Linked DNA regions of Mus musculus: all the other regions are linked to region 1. Evidence: chromatin contacts called from public promoter capture Hi-C data. All regions are on one chromosome and are shown on one strand. The core of a region is the stretch at or near the end of the contact, and the rest is flanking DNA. Distances in the headings are between cores, read along the strand shown. Region 1 holds the start of Castor2 (cytosolic arginine sensor for mTORC1 subunit 2). Region 2 holds the start of Lat2 (linker for activation of T cells family, member 2). Region 3 holds the start of Eif4h (eukaryotic translation initiation factor 4H).

Region 1 (4,695 bases), core at 257-2,756:
ACAAAGCTCTGGGTTCCATCCCCACCACAGCATAAACCAGATGTGGCTCTGTACAGGCAACCGAAATGGAGGCGAAAAGATCAGAAGTTCAAGGTTATCTTCAACTATAGATAGACTTGATGAAGGATAACATGAGATAAACGAGACTCTGTCTCAAAACAAAAGAAAAATAGAGCTATCAGTTATTTATTGAAATTACGTGTGTGCACGCATGTACAAATCAGAGGAACAACCTGCAGGGTTCCATTCTCTCCTTCCAAGGTCCAGAAGATCGAACTCAGGTCAGCAAACTTGGCAGCGTCTTTACCCACTGAGCCATCTCGAAGGCCCAATCTTTAACTACATTAAAAGACATAGTGAGAATTCTGGGTTTCACGCCCTTTAGTGGGTATGAGGCAGCACAATAAGCCCCCATCTGATAGAAGGGAACTGAGAATATGAGATTGACAGGCAGGATTTTCTCCCCGAAGAGTTCCCTGTTCGCCTCGTCAGGTAGACTTGACCCACCACAACGTCAAAGCACTCTGCCAAAGGGCAAAAGCACTAGTCAGTAACTTTAACCTAGAGGATTTCAAAACCTAGTCAGCCATGAAAGGGAGAGGGGCGGGAGGGGCGGGCAGAATATTTGCTAAACAGGTCCCCCATACAGCACTCAAGCCTGGGGTTAGAAACACTAAGGATAACTCTCATTCAGATTCAGTTCCGCTCTCCACCTCACCCCGGTAACCCCCTCCCGCTCCCCCTTACCCCTCCACCCTCCCAGATCCACAGTTACTTCAGCAGCTTTGCACCCATGATCCCGGAGACCCGGGTCCTGGTTCCCGTGCCTGCCTTATCTCTATCCTCCCTCACATTTTCCGCAGCAACAAAGCCAAACACAGTACCGTGGGGGCTTTCACGCTTCTGTGCGTTTGGACACGGTGTTCCTTCTGCCTGGAAGGCCGCGCAGCTCTCCCTCTGAGCGCCCCCCTCCCCCTGCCTGCGTGCTCTCATTCAGCCCCCAGCACCCTTTTCCAAGGAAGCCGGCACCCTTCTCTATCTAACCCAACTCTTCTTTTGCTTTCCTTCCCTGAACGACAATCACCGATTCCTCTAAATCTCTCCTCTGGCAGGATCAGGCCTTTTCCAACGCTGGAGTTGCTTGTTGAGGAAAGGGGTTCTCGATTGACACCCCAAAGAAAGTACCTAATCCTGAGTTTGAGCGATTAAAGAGCATGCATCTAAGCTTAAATCCGCTCCAAATTCCCTATATGTCCCATCGGGTTCCTCTGTGTCCCTGGGGAACCCCGAAATCTTGCATTCCCAGGGCACCGTGGCGCAGCAGCCCAGCCCCCCTGGCTTGACATCAGCAAGCTGGAGTAGTCCGGGGGGTTGGGGGGAGGGCCGCGTAAAAGCGCGCGCGCGGACTACAAATCCCGATTGGCATTGCGTGGCCTCCCGGCTGGCGCCTGCGCATCACGGGCCCGGCGTTTGAGTGGCAAGTTGTTTGTTACAGCGAACACCAGCTGCTGCTGCGCCGGGCGCCGCGCTCAGCCGGGCGCTGTTTGCTTGTCCACCCCGTAGCTTGCTGCACCCCGCAGGTCCTCCCCAGGCCTCCTTTTTTTGCAACTTGCCAAGCTTCCTTTTTCTGGCTCGAGTACGAATCAACCCGGCATCGAGCTCCGGGCCCCCTTCCCTGGGCCGGTTGCCCCACGGCTTGGGGCGCACAGGGGGCGGGGGCCGCGGCTCGTCCCCGTCCCCCCCCCCCCAACTCGGGCCACCGCGGATGATCCGCCGTGGAGGAGCCCTGGGCGGACGATGGAACTGCACATTCTGGAACACCGGCTGCAAGTTGCCAGCGTCGCCAAGGAGAGTATCCCGCTCTTCACCTACGGCCTCATCAAACTTGCCTTCCTGTCTTCCAAGACCAGGTGAGAGAAAGAGAGTAAGGGGCGAGGGGATGGCTGACGGGGGGGGGGGGTGTCGGGGGGGGCTCATGGTACCAGCCCCGGGACAGACAAAGAGGCGCACCCCGGGGGGACGCAGTGCAAAACAACTTCATCCCCCCCTAATCTCTGCCATTCTCCTGCATCGGACAAAGCCACCCCTGTGCTCTCTAGTGGGGGTCCCCTCCACCCAGAAGCCCCCACCCCACTGCGCCTCCAACTGCTGCCACCAACACCCAACACCCCCCCCTCCCGTCTCAGTCCCTTCCCCGAGATCCCGAGTAACCTCCCTAAATGGCCTCTATGATGCATCCGTGAATGAATGAATGAACGAATGAATGAATGAAAAACAGGTGTGGGGATCTGGAGGAGGAAATTTACAAACTAAACACGCCCCATCCCCCCATCCATCCACCACCACCACCACCACCACTACCCTCCTCCCAGTTGGGCCGGCCCCCCTGTAGCCATTGGCAAGCGGGGAGGGATGGCGCTGAGGTCGGTCTACCCCAGAACAGAAATATCATAAAATCATTAGTAGATGTTTATCTCCAGGTGCCTGCGAGGGGAGAAGAGGTGCAGGCAGCGGGGGAGGGGCAGCAGGGCCAGGGTCGCTGATTTCTTTTCTCTTTGGGGGTCCAGCGAAGTGGGGGGGGGGGGGGATTTTGAACCATGGAAGGGGAGGAGCAGACGTGTTGATGGATCTGCCTGGAACCTGGGCTTGGATGTTCCAGGGGGAGAAAAATAGTGGAAGGCCTTGGGAGGTAAGAAGAAAAAGAAGAAAAAAAATATTTTTTTTTAATCTTAGATTTTTTTTTTTTCCCGTTGCTGGATGTGTTTGACTTCATAAACTCCTGTTAGATTAGTCAGACTACCTTTTCTTTTCATTGCCCATTTCCCCTTATGCAGTGGGAATTGGAGCAAGCTACCATTGACTCAAACCCCTTACCATTCACTTACCATTATGATGGGTCTGGTTTGGGGGGAGGGGGGGAGGGGGATTTAAAGCGAGGATGCTCTTACCTCCTTGCCAAAGGAATGGATACGTTATGGGTCAAGATTAAGTTAAATGAACAGCAAACACAGACCCCTCCCTCCTTCCCCTGCCTTGCTGTCTTGTCTCCTACCAGTTGGGCTCAGGGGGAAGGGCCTGTTAAAAGTTCTTGCCTTAGGGATCTGACTTGGACAGGGCTATTTCTGAGCTTGGTCAGGGCTATTGTTTAGCAGATGAAGCCAGCTAGGTAGCTTTGCCAGTGTTTACTTTCTTCTCTGAGAGCTGTCATATCTGCGGGGACCAGAGGTTTGGAGTCCTTACCTCCCTTGTCCGAGGAGCCCCTTGCTCCTTGGATGGCCCCAGGTAAATCATTAAACAGGTCATTTGAAAACAAAGCTAACAGCTCAGGTTCTGAGCACGCTTCCCTCCCCACCCCCCAAGTGCAAGAAGCCCCTCTGTCACCACCTTCTAATCCTGTATCCACTCGCTCGCTCTCTGCCCACTCTCCAGGCAATCCCCAGGACTCAGAAGCTGGAGGTACCAGATTGCCAACCTCTGGCCTCAACAGCCCCTGACAACCTCCTGGTTCCTCCTTTCTTTCTCAGGCTGGAGAAAAGAGGGCTTTTAGGGGAACTTTTCATTTTTTTTCTTTCTCTTTTTAGAAAGACAAGAGAAAGGCTGGCTCTGTCTGTTCCCTGTGCCTTGGTGAAGGGTCTGGCCTTTTTGTGTGTGTATGAGCATCCCTCATATGTCACTCCCAGGGTCCAAGTTGAAGGTCTCAAATTGAGGCCCAGAGACAAGCTCATACTGGCCTACCTGACCACAGAAACACCTTGTGCCCTTGTAGGGTTGGTACCCCTCCTCCCTTCCAAGATAGGCCCAAGTGACCGGTCCAGTTGCAAGATGACTCAGAGGTCAAAGGTCACCTCCTTGTCTTCAGACGCTAACTCTAGAAACTGCTGAGTATAGTTGCTCTGAGAACTGACAAGCTGCTGCACTTATGCACTCTGAGCCCAGGCGTGGCTTCGTGCTGGAATCAGCCCCAGTGGCCCAAGCCAGCTCACTGTCCGTGTGTGTGTGTGTGTGTGTGTGTGTGTGTGTGTGTGTGTGTGTGTCTGTGTGTGTGTGTGTGTGTGTGTCTGTGTGTGTCTGTGCCCCAGTGGCCCAAGCCAGCTCACTGTCCGTGTGTGTGTGTGTGTGTGTGTGTGTGTGTGTGTGTGTCTGTGTGTGTGTGTGTGTCTGTGTGTGTCTGTGTGTGTGTGTCTGTGTGTGTCTGTGTGTCTGTGAAATGGACATAGCACAGCCAGGACCCACTGAATGAGTGGGTCATTCAAAGCATATTTAAAGCCAGCTATGTCTCTAAAGGAGTGTTGGTGTGCGGCTATTAAGTTATTTACAGCAGCAAGCCCTGCACAGAGTAATTCTTGACTCTCTCCCCTCCACTGTGGTCCAGGTTCTTATTAGCACTGACCTTCCCCCCAATGGTGACTCCCTGGAACATCCACTGCCTGTTGAAACTGTTTCTACAGGGCCAGGCCCCTGCTGTGGCGTTGCGGGGGGGGGGGGGGGGGGCTTTTGGGGAACCTGGATCCAGAATCTTTGTCTTGAGCCATCTCCCTAAGTAGAGACACTAGTAACAGCCCTTCGCCTGCTTTCTCTTCCCTCTTCACATCTGTACGTTCATCTCTTCCTGGAATGTCCCCTACACCCCTGTCAGTTCCACTTCAGCCCTCAAGATTAGTGACGTCACCCCGAAGCCTCCCCAAGCACTCCCCT
Region 2 (4,488 bases), core at 975-3,474, 520 kb after region 1:
CATGTTCCAACTTACATAAATATTTTAAATTAAAAAAAAAAAGACAGCCGAGTGTTGGTGGCACACGCCTTTAATCCCAGCACTAGCACTTAAGAGGCAGAGGCAGGTGAATTTCTGAGTTCGAGGCCAGCCTGGTCTACAGAGTGAGTTCCAGGACAGCCAGGGCCACACAGAAAAACCCTGTCCTGAAAAACCAAAAACGACAACAACAACAACAAAAAAAACCCATTGCTGGAGGAGGAGGAGGAGAAGGAGGAAGAGAGGGAGGGAGGGAGGGAGGGAGAAAGAGAGAGAGAGAGAGAGCACTTCTTCAATGGTAAGATGCCCACCCCTCACTCACATCCTGTAAGCAAACCTAATGAAACTCATTGGGCCACTACCCTATCCCACTCCCACTGAGAACATAATATATCAGGAGGGGATTAGTTGGGAAGAGAGCAGGGACCAGTGGGAACCGGGAAGGACAAGAGAGGTAATTTGGGGGTGAATATGACCAAGATGCATGTTGTATGGAAGTGTCACAAGCCTCTTAGTATGCATAATGAAAGCATACTGATAAAAAAAGACTGAAAGGGGCCTGGTGAGGTAGCTTGCAGGTGAGAGGTGCTTGCGACCGAGTCTGATGATCTGAATTCATCCCCAGGACCCACACGGTGCTGAGAAGTTATCTCTCAGAAGTTATTCTCTGGCCTACACCGTGCTACATGCACATCCATCCACACATGTGGTAATAAAAGAATGTATTAAAATATTGAAAAAAAAAAGGCAGGTGTGAGTACATGGGGTGCTTCCTGGACAGGGCCTGGGGCTTGCTTCTCAGTTGGGGATCCCTCTGAGCCCAAATGTTTTCTTCCTCCCAAGGAGCAAATGGAGGTTCAGAGAGGCGCATACTGTGCCACAAAGAAACACTGGAAAAGATGGAAACCCAGAGCAGGCCCGGTGAATTCCCTCTATCCTATCTGATGCTCTCTACCCTGAGAGTAGAGGCAGAGGGTGAGGGGAACAGAGGGTAGGGCTGCAGGAGGAATGGCCCAGCAGTCTCAGAAGGCCCCAAGGGGCCAGGCAGGGCTAGCTGTGGGTGTGTGGGGGACCGCCACAGCTCTGTGGCTCCGTGGGCCAAAATAGCTCAAAGGGAAGTGGGCAGTTTTCATATGAGCAAGGCTTGCTTCTGAGGACTGCATCGGAGCTTCTAACCTCAGTGGCCCTTCGTGAGTGATCACTGCGGCAGCTCGTTCTTCGGGGTAAAAAGGCCATGAGGGTCTGTTGGATGAAGTACATGACCCGTCTCACACCAGGGATGGCTTTATTCATGGGGTGCTACTCTGAGGCCTGCAGGCTTAGCTGAATAACATTTCTGTGGTTTGAGCCTTTGCGGCAGGGCCTCACAATGGAGTACTGCCTGGCCTTGAACTTAGGGTCTCCCCACCTCAGCATTCCTAATGCCCTGATGGAGGAGTGTACAGTACCCAGTCTGACCAAATAACTTGGGCCTTCAAATGAGGCGGAGAGAAGACCCTGAAGACACCTACTGGAGGCCAGCGGGCGACTGTTCACGTACATATGTGAGTATGTCTATGTACAGAGGTCTGGCAGGCCTTGTCCCTGGTCAATCTGGGCCACCTGTTCAAAGCCGGAACCAAGGAGCCCACCAACGTTACAAGGATTATCTGTCAGAAAGTACAAGCTGGCTCAGGCCTGGATGGACTTCTGGGGATAGCAACTTCCTCCTGGCTGGAACAGGGCTTGGGCACAGTTCCCCAAAGCATCCAAGTTCCATACACAGGCCTGTGGCATTAGCCAACCCTCAACGGGCGGGAGAATCTCACATCTCTGGCTCTTAGCTGGCCCTCTCCAGTCACTGGTAGTGACAGAACCACCCTAGGGGCTTCTTGGGGGGTCTCAGAGGCTAGGGGTTTGGGAAGCCAATGATAGATAAGTGGGTGCCTGGAGCCCTGCATAGGCTTTCCTTAAGGGCCACAGCACTAGGCCAGGGTGGGAGGTATCAGGTATCTCGGCTTCCGCTCCGTCTATCCCTAAGGGTCTTGTGGGGTGTAGCACAACAGGGGAGCACCCCTGGGAAAGGCTTACCTGAGGGTGAGGGCTCCTCACCATGGCCCCTTCATCTTGTGCCGCACACCTGCCCAAGCTGATGCCAACACCACTGACTCTGGTGAGCAGTGGGCAAGGCAGTTGGCTTCCTGTCACTACTGAATCATCTCCTCTACATCCGCCTCGGCCAGACTACTAGGGTGGTTAATGACAAAGTGGGTGGAGCAGAGACAGAAAAAGATGCAGAGATACAAAGCGAAGTTAAAGCTGGGCATGGTGGTGTGTGCTGTTAAATGCCTGCACTTGGGAAGCAGAAGCAGGCAGAGCTCTGAGTTTGAGGCCAGCCTGGTCTATATAAGCTAGGACAGCTACAGTGAGACCCTGTCTCAAAAAAGACTCCCTGGGTAATGGCACGTTCCACCAAGCTGGACAACTTGGAACCAGAGGAACCAGGGTTCCTATCACCAGGAACCATGAAGTGAGTGTCTAGTTGTCCTCTGATGCATATGTACATACACACAGGCTTATGTGCAGTGTGCATGTGCACACACATGCACATGTATGTGCACACACTCCTGGGGGTGGAGAGGCAATAAAAAAGAAAACAGACATAGGGAAAATGGGAAGTGAGAGATGGGCACAGGCACGGGCAGACTGAAAGCCAAGCACACACAGTACATGCCCACCACAGAGCAAGGTCACATGGAGGAGGGAGGGCTACAGTGATCGACGGGTAGAGAGTCAACCCCAGAGTTCACATGGACACAGACATGGAGAGGACGGAGTTTCGAGGGACATGTACACACTCACGCACGTGCCACAGTCAGACACCAGAGATGGGGACACACACACACAGATGCACAGGTCAGGAGAGGACCAGAAAGACAGAGAGGCAGATATGTAGACGCTGACAACCACAGGTAAGAGGAAGCTAGAATCCTTCCAGCATCCACAGGCATCTGAGAATGGGGATCAGAGAGAGAGATTAGGGCAGTGGAATCCCATAGAACAAATACTAACCGGCAGATAAAAGAGATAAGGGACAGAGGATACAGGGAGAAAGACGGGAATAAAGATGGCAGATGGAACAAAGGACCACTGTGCCAGAGACAGCTGGATAGACAAGCTGCCTCTGTGTGTGGGTGGTGGTAGTGGGTGAATGTAGAGGCCAGAAGTCAGTCTTGGTGTCTTCCACATTTTAGTTTCTTTGAGACCGAGTTTCTGTGTAGCCCTGGCTGTCTTGAGACTCACTCTGTAGAGCAGGCTGGCCTTGAACTCAGATTTATGCAGACTGTGTCATCTACTTTTTAAAAACCAAATTGTCAGCCGGGCGTGGTGGCGCACGCCTTTAATCCCAGCACTCGGGAGGCAGAGGCAAGTGGATTTCTGAGTTAGAGGCCACTATGGTGAGTTCCAGGACAGCTAGGACTATACAGAGAAACCCTGTCTCGAAAAACCAATCCAAACCAACCAAACAAAAAAACCCAAATTGTCTTTATTACATCTATTTCTTTGTACGTTAGTTCTTTTTTGTTTGTTTTGAGACAGGGTTTCTCTCTCTGTGTAGCCCTGGCTGTCCTGGAACTCACTCTGTAGACCAGGCTGGCCTTGAACTCAGAAATCTGCCTGCCTCTGCCTCCCAAGTGCTGGGATTAAAGGCGTGCGCAGGGCTGGTGAGATGGCTCAGTGGGTAAGACCACCTGACTGCTCTTCCAAAGGTCCGGAGTTCAAATCCCAGCAACCACGGTGGCTCACAACCATCGGTAATGAAATCTGACTTCCTATTCTGGAGTGTCTGAAGACAGCTACAGTGTACTTACATATAATAAATAAATAAATATAAAGAGTAAACAGTTAAAAAAAAAAAAAAAAAAGGCGTGCTGGAAACTACCTCTACCACTGAGCCATCTTGCCACCTCCTGGTTGTAATTTTTCTGTGTTTTGGGTTTCACTGTATAGTCCTGGCTGGCCTGGGAACTCACAGATCCTCCTGCTTCTTCCCAAGTGTTGGGACCATACCAAGCTTCCACCTTGACTGTTCCCTTTCACTGGCCAGAGACTCCAGAGACTCACCGAGTTAGTCCAGGCTGGCTGGTCCTGCAAGCTCCAGATAGCCATGTTCCCATGTCCCCAAAGCTAAGAGCACACGTCGTTTGTGCCCAGCTTCATTGAGAGCTGGGGATCCAAGCTCGGGTTCCTCAGGCTTTTGAGAACACTAATAACTGAGCACCCCCTCCACCCCCAGCCAAGGCCATTTCTCAGTTGGGGGTATCACTGCCTGTAGTGGGGAGGAAGGACATAGGCAGGAGGCAATCTGCTGTGAGTTTAGTGCTAGCCTGGGTGTTTCTTCCCCAGTCTGTGCCCCAAGCCTGCTGCTGCCACCCTGTGGTGAAGCAAAGTAGCACAGGCATGGGGACGATCACCAGGAGACTCAGTTGA
Region 3 (4,268 bases), core at 392-2,891, 540 kb after region 1:
TGAATTCACCTGGTCTGCATGGCGTGTTCCAAGTTGGCCAGAATTACATACACACCAAGACTCTATCTTTAAAACAAAAAAAACAACCCAATGGGACGTTAGTACAAATCCCATACCTAGAAAGCCATCCCCAAGGGTATTCATGCTAACATTTCATCCAACACCTATTTTTATTTTTATTAGCAAATAAAATACGTGTGGCTCCACCTTAGCCCCAACTTCCTCCTTCTGAAAGCATGAAGAGTACCCAGTACACTACTGCAACCAAACAAGACTGTGACTCACTCTCAAACCCAGGTATTTAAAGGTGATCATTCTTCACCTAACAAAAGACACTTTGGGGGCAGCCACCTAGGAAACCCAACACCTCAGTACAACTATTGTGATATTCTCCGGGCAAGTCACCTTTGCTGTAAAAAAGGATAAAAGCCAAGTGTGTCCTTGACAAATAAACAAGACGATTAAATTGTCCCATAAAACTCCTATAAGCTTAAAAAAAAAAAAGAAAAAAAAGCAAGTGGCTGATGCTTGTTTATTTCTATTGTTTGGCAGGAGACTGAATCCAAGATATGCTAGACAATCGCTCTGTGACTGAGCCACAACCCCAGCTGGTAACGTGTTATTTAAAAGGGCACAAACTATCCGGGCGCCCGTTTTTTGGAATTATGCACCAGGAGCTATCTATTCATCAGTAAAGGATTTAGGGAGGTGGGAGGAGGACTGGTTTTAAAGTATGTTGTCTTTATCTGACCGGAATCAGAACGAAGCGAAAGCGATTCCCCAGGTCAGGGAAGAAACTGGGAAGAAATCAACAATCTCCGCCAGCAGACACGTAGTATCTGTCAATAAGGCATTCGAAACGCCAGGGAGGCAGAGAGAAAGAGCCACGCACACTCCCCACTACGGTGGATTTGTTTTGGTTCAGGTCCCCGCTCCCTGTCTCCCTCGCTGGATCCGACGGTCCCAGCATCCAGACTCGAATCGGAAGGGAAATCGCCCCTCTCGCTGCCGGCGGGCCTCTCGCAGAAGCGACCCAGGGGCTCCGCCAGGCAGCGGGGACCCTGGAGAGGGGCAGGCCGCTTCCGCCGCCGCCGCCCGCTTCCGCGCTGCATCCCAGCCCGGAGCGCGCTGGGGAGAAAGCTGGACGCGGCGGGCGGGCACTGGTATCCCCGGGAAACCCTCCGGTGTCGCTGTGATCTAACTTTCCGACCGAGGCCCCGCAGGGTGCCGGGTCCGGGGCCGGCGCGGAGCCGAGGGCAGGATGTGCGCCGCGAGCAAGCGAGAGACCCGCAGCCTAACCGTCGCCAGCCGCTCCCGGAGCGCGCCATTTCCAGGCCTCGCCTCGGGCCTGCTCAGGCCGCTTCCCGCCGCCCGTCTCGAGTGAGCGCGGCAAGGCCGCCTCCCCCTTCGAACCTTTCGGCACTCCCCCCGGCCGAGCCGCTGGCCCGCCTGACCGCGCCCCGCTCGCCTCACCCTCTACCGCCGCCGAAGCTGCTGTAGGCCCGATCGTCGTAGGTATCGAAGTCCGCCATTTGCCGTCTCCGCTCCTTGAGGAACCAGCGGGCCAGCGAGGAAGGACCCCGCAATATAACTCCTCCTCCCCCCGCCCGCCCCGCTACCGGGGCTGTCCGCCGCGCTGCCTGATCGCAAGTCGCACGCACGCATGCGCGCGCCGCCGCGCCCGGCCTTGGGCCGACGGGGCCCGCTGCTGGCCCCGGCGCGCTCTGCGGCCCACGTGGTGCGGCGGCCGGCCCCCGGGGCGCCGCGCGCACGCTCTGCCCTCCCAGGCCCATTGTGTGCTAGCTTGCTGCTTTCACGCGTGGTTGCCTCTTACTGTCCTTGCCCCGCCCTGCCCCGTGGTCACCTACCCCTCGGGCGTTGTCTGTCACCCTGCACGCTGCTTTCTCATTGTCACTAGATTCAGTTTGGGTTTTGTGGAGCCCAGGCTGGCCTGGAGCTGGGGCGCTGTAGCTGAGGATGACCTTGAACCCCTAGTTTTGTTTTTTGTTTTTTTGGGTTTGTTTTTTTGTTTTTTGCTCTCTCCCTTTCTCAAGGGCTGGGGTGACAGTGTGCCACTATGTTGGGATCTCTGGTATCACGTTAGATTTATTAAAGTGCCCTAGGTCTGCCCCACTTGGTCCCACTTGGGCACAATTCTTCAGGACAAATGGTCCCTGGGTAAAGCTAAAAGGAAGACAACCTGTTCTAGGTAGAGGTCCCTAGATGACCAAGGGCAGAAGGCTTGTAAGTGAGAATGGTGTGTGTGTGTGTGTGTGTGTGAACAAGACGAAGTGAAATATCTTTGTTTTTGAGACCTGCTACAAACGACGTGGTGGTAAATATCTGTAATCCCTACTCTAGGAAGACTGAGACTGGTCTCCAAAATAAAATAAAATAAATAAAAAACAAAATAAATCTTATAAAGACAAAACAAATTGTATTCTCTGTCTGGGTATTGGGGAGGGGTGGTGAAGATGAGGCTGTTTGTAGTTGAACTGATAAGAGATTAGATATGTTTTATTTTTGCAGGAGTCTGCTCTGAAAAAGAAATTTTAAGGGTGGGCAGGTGGGCTCAGTGAGTGAGGATGTTTGTTACCAAGCTTGACCTGAGTTTGATCCCCAGGACCCACATGGTAGAAGATGAGTCTCTCTCTCTCTTTCTCTCTCTCTCTCTCTCTCTCTCTCTCTCTCTCTCTCTCACACACACACACACACACACACACACACACACATCTAGCGGGAGGACCAGGTACATAGACCCTGTCTCAAAAAAAAAAAAAAAAAAAAAAAAAAAAAAATTCAACCAAGATGGACAGCTCCTAAGAAGTGACTCCTAAATTAGGAAGTGGTAGCAAAGGCCTTTACTCCCCTCATTCTGGAGGCAGAAGCAGGCGGATCTATGAATTTGAGGCCATCCTGCTCTACAGAGTGAGTTCGAGGACAGCCAGGGATACACAGAAAAACCCTGCCTTGAAAAACCAAGAAGAAGGAGAACCTCTGAATTTTACAGCACTTTTTTGTACCCCTGACACACAAAGACACAATGTTTTAAAAAAAACAAAACAAAACTACAGAACAAACCCCAGGGGCAGGAGAGGCTAAGGACACTCATTGTCTAATGTTCCAGGGGCTTCATTTCTATCTCTAGCAACCACATAGCAACTCAAAATTGTAACTCAGCTTCAGGGGCATCTGACAACCTCTTTTAGCCTCCAAGAAGATCAGAGAGTATCAGGTACACGTGAGGTACACAGACATACATGCAGGGAAGATACCCATACATACAAAATAAAATAACCAGCTGGGCCAGGCATGGTGGCGGATGCCTTTAATCCCAGCACTTGGGAGGCAGAGGCCGGCGGATTTCTGAGTTTGAGGCCAGCCTGGTCTACAGAGTGAGTTCCAGGACAGCCAGGACTACACAGAGAAATCCTGTCTCGAAAAATAAACCAAAAACCAAAACAAACAATAATAACCACCAGAAGCCCAGCCAGAAGCCTGGTCTGCACTGCATGAAGTACCGAGGAATGGCCACCTGGTGAGAATGAACGACCCCAGAGCTTTCTGGGGCTTCTGATGGAGACCACAACATTCTTGGATGTGCCCAGGTATAGTATTTACAATTTAAAAGAACCCTGTAGAAATCAGAGGCCTGGGGAAGGGTGGCCTATGGTTATCAATTAGGAGGCTCCAAGGGCAATTGGTTTAGGTTTGAGGCCAGCCTGGACCACAGACTGAGTTTTAGGCAGCCTGGGCTACAGAGGAGGGCTCTGTCTTAACAAACCGAGGTAAATAACGTAATAATTATAAATGCCATGTGTACTTAATTTTCTGCTTATAATTGCTTAGAACATGGGGCAGGGAGGGTAGTGCAGGTGTTTCTCTGCAGGAGTGGATTTTTCTCTTTTTTTCATTTGGAGCCTTAGGATCTGACTCATTTCCCTTTGTACACTGAGCCGTCCTGCCTGCCATGGGAGTATTTTTTCTCTCTCCATCAATATTGGATGTTGAACCAAGAACCTTAGCCTTTGGGGAACATTCTATCTCTGAGGTACATCTTTAGCCTATGATTATTACCTTTTCTGCTGTTTTGTTATTACTTGCTTGGTTTTTTTACCTAGGGCTAAAGCCTAGGCTGGTCTAGAACTTTCTATGTAGCTGAAGACTTTGATTTTTTTTTGAGTTTTTGTTTGTTTGTTTTCTTTTTCTTTTTAAAAAATATTTATTTATTTATACGAGTACACTGTAGCTGTACAGATGGTTGCGAG

Evidence for each region. Promoter capture Hi-C pulls out the DNA fragments that hold promoters and counts their contacts.
Region 2: a contact with region 1 is called in a promoter capture Hi-C map of pre-B cells. The contact joins the promoter of Lat2 here to the promoter of Castor2 in region 1. A contact is called at or near these places in 1 of 39 promoter capture datasets (pre-B cells) and 1 of 115 datasets of contacts at active chromatin or transcription factors (pancreatic cancer cells).
Region 3: a promoter capture Hi-C map of pre-B cells shows a contact between it and region 1, with 2.8 times the contacts expected there. The contact joins the promoter of Eif4h here to the promoter of Castor2 in region 1. A contact is called at or near these places in 2 of 39 promoter capture datasets (liver and pre-B cells).

The regions. Positions count from the first base shown.
Region 1 is chr5:134,098,242-134,102,936 of GRCm38.p6, forward strand. Castor2 (cytosolic arginine sensor for mTORC1 subunit 2) reads left to right here and starts at 1,507. Exons shown (of 9, transcript NM_030719.3): 1 at 1,507-1,910. The coding sequence starts at 1,798. It overlaps Gm15627 (predicted gene 15627), which reads right to left and starts at 1,400. Exons shown (of 2, transcript NR_166664.1): 1 at 885-1,400; 2 at 171-524.
Region 2 is chr5:134,612,801-134,617,288 of GRCm38.p6, forward strand. Lat2 (linker for activation of T cells family, member 2) reads right to left here and starts at 2,225. Exons shown (of 13, transcript NM_020044.3): 1 at 2,089-2,225.
Region 3 is chr5:134,637,768-134,642,035 of GRCm38.p6, forward strand. Eif4h (eukaryotic translation initiation factor 4H) reads right to left here and starts at 1,642. Exons shown (of 7, transcript NM_033561.2): 1 at 1,474-1,642. The coding sequence starts at 1,532.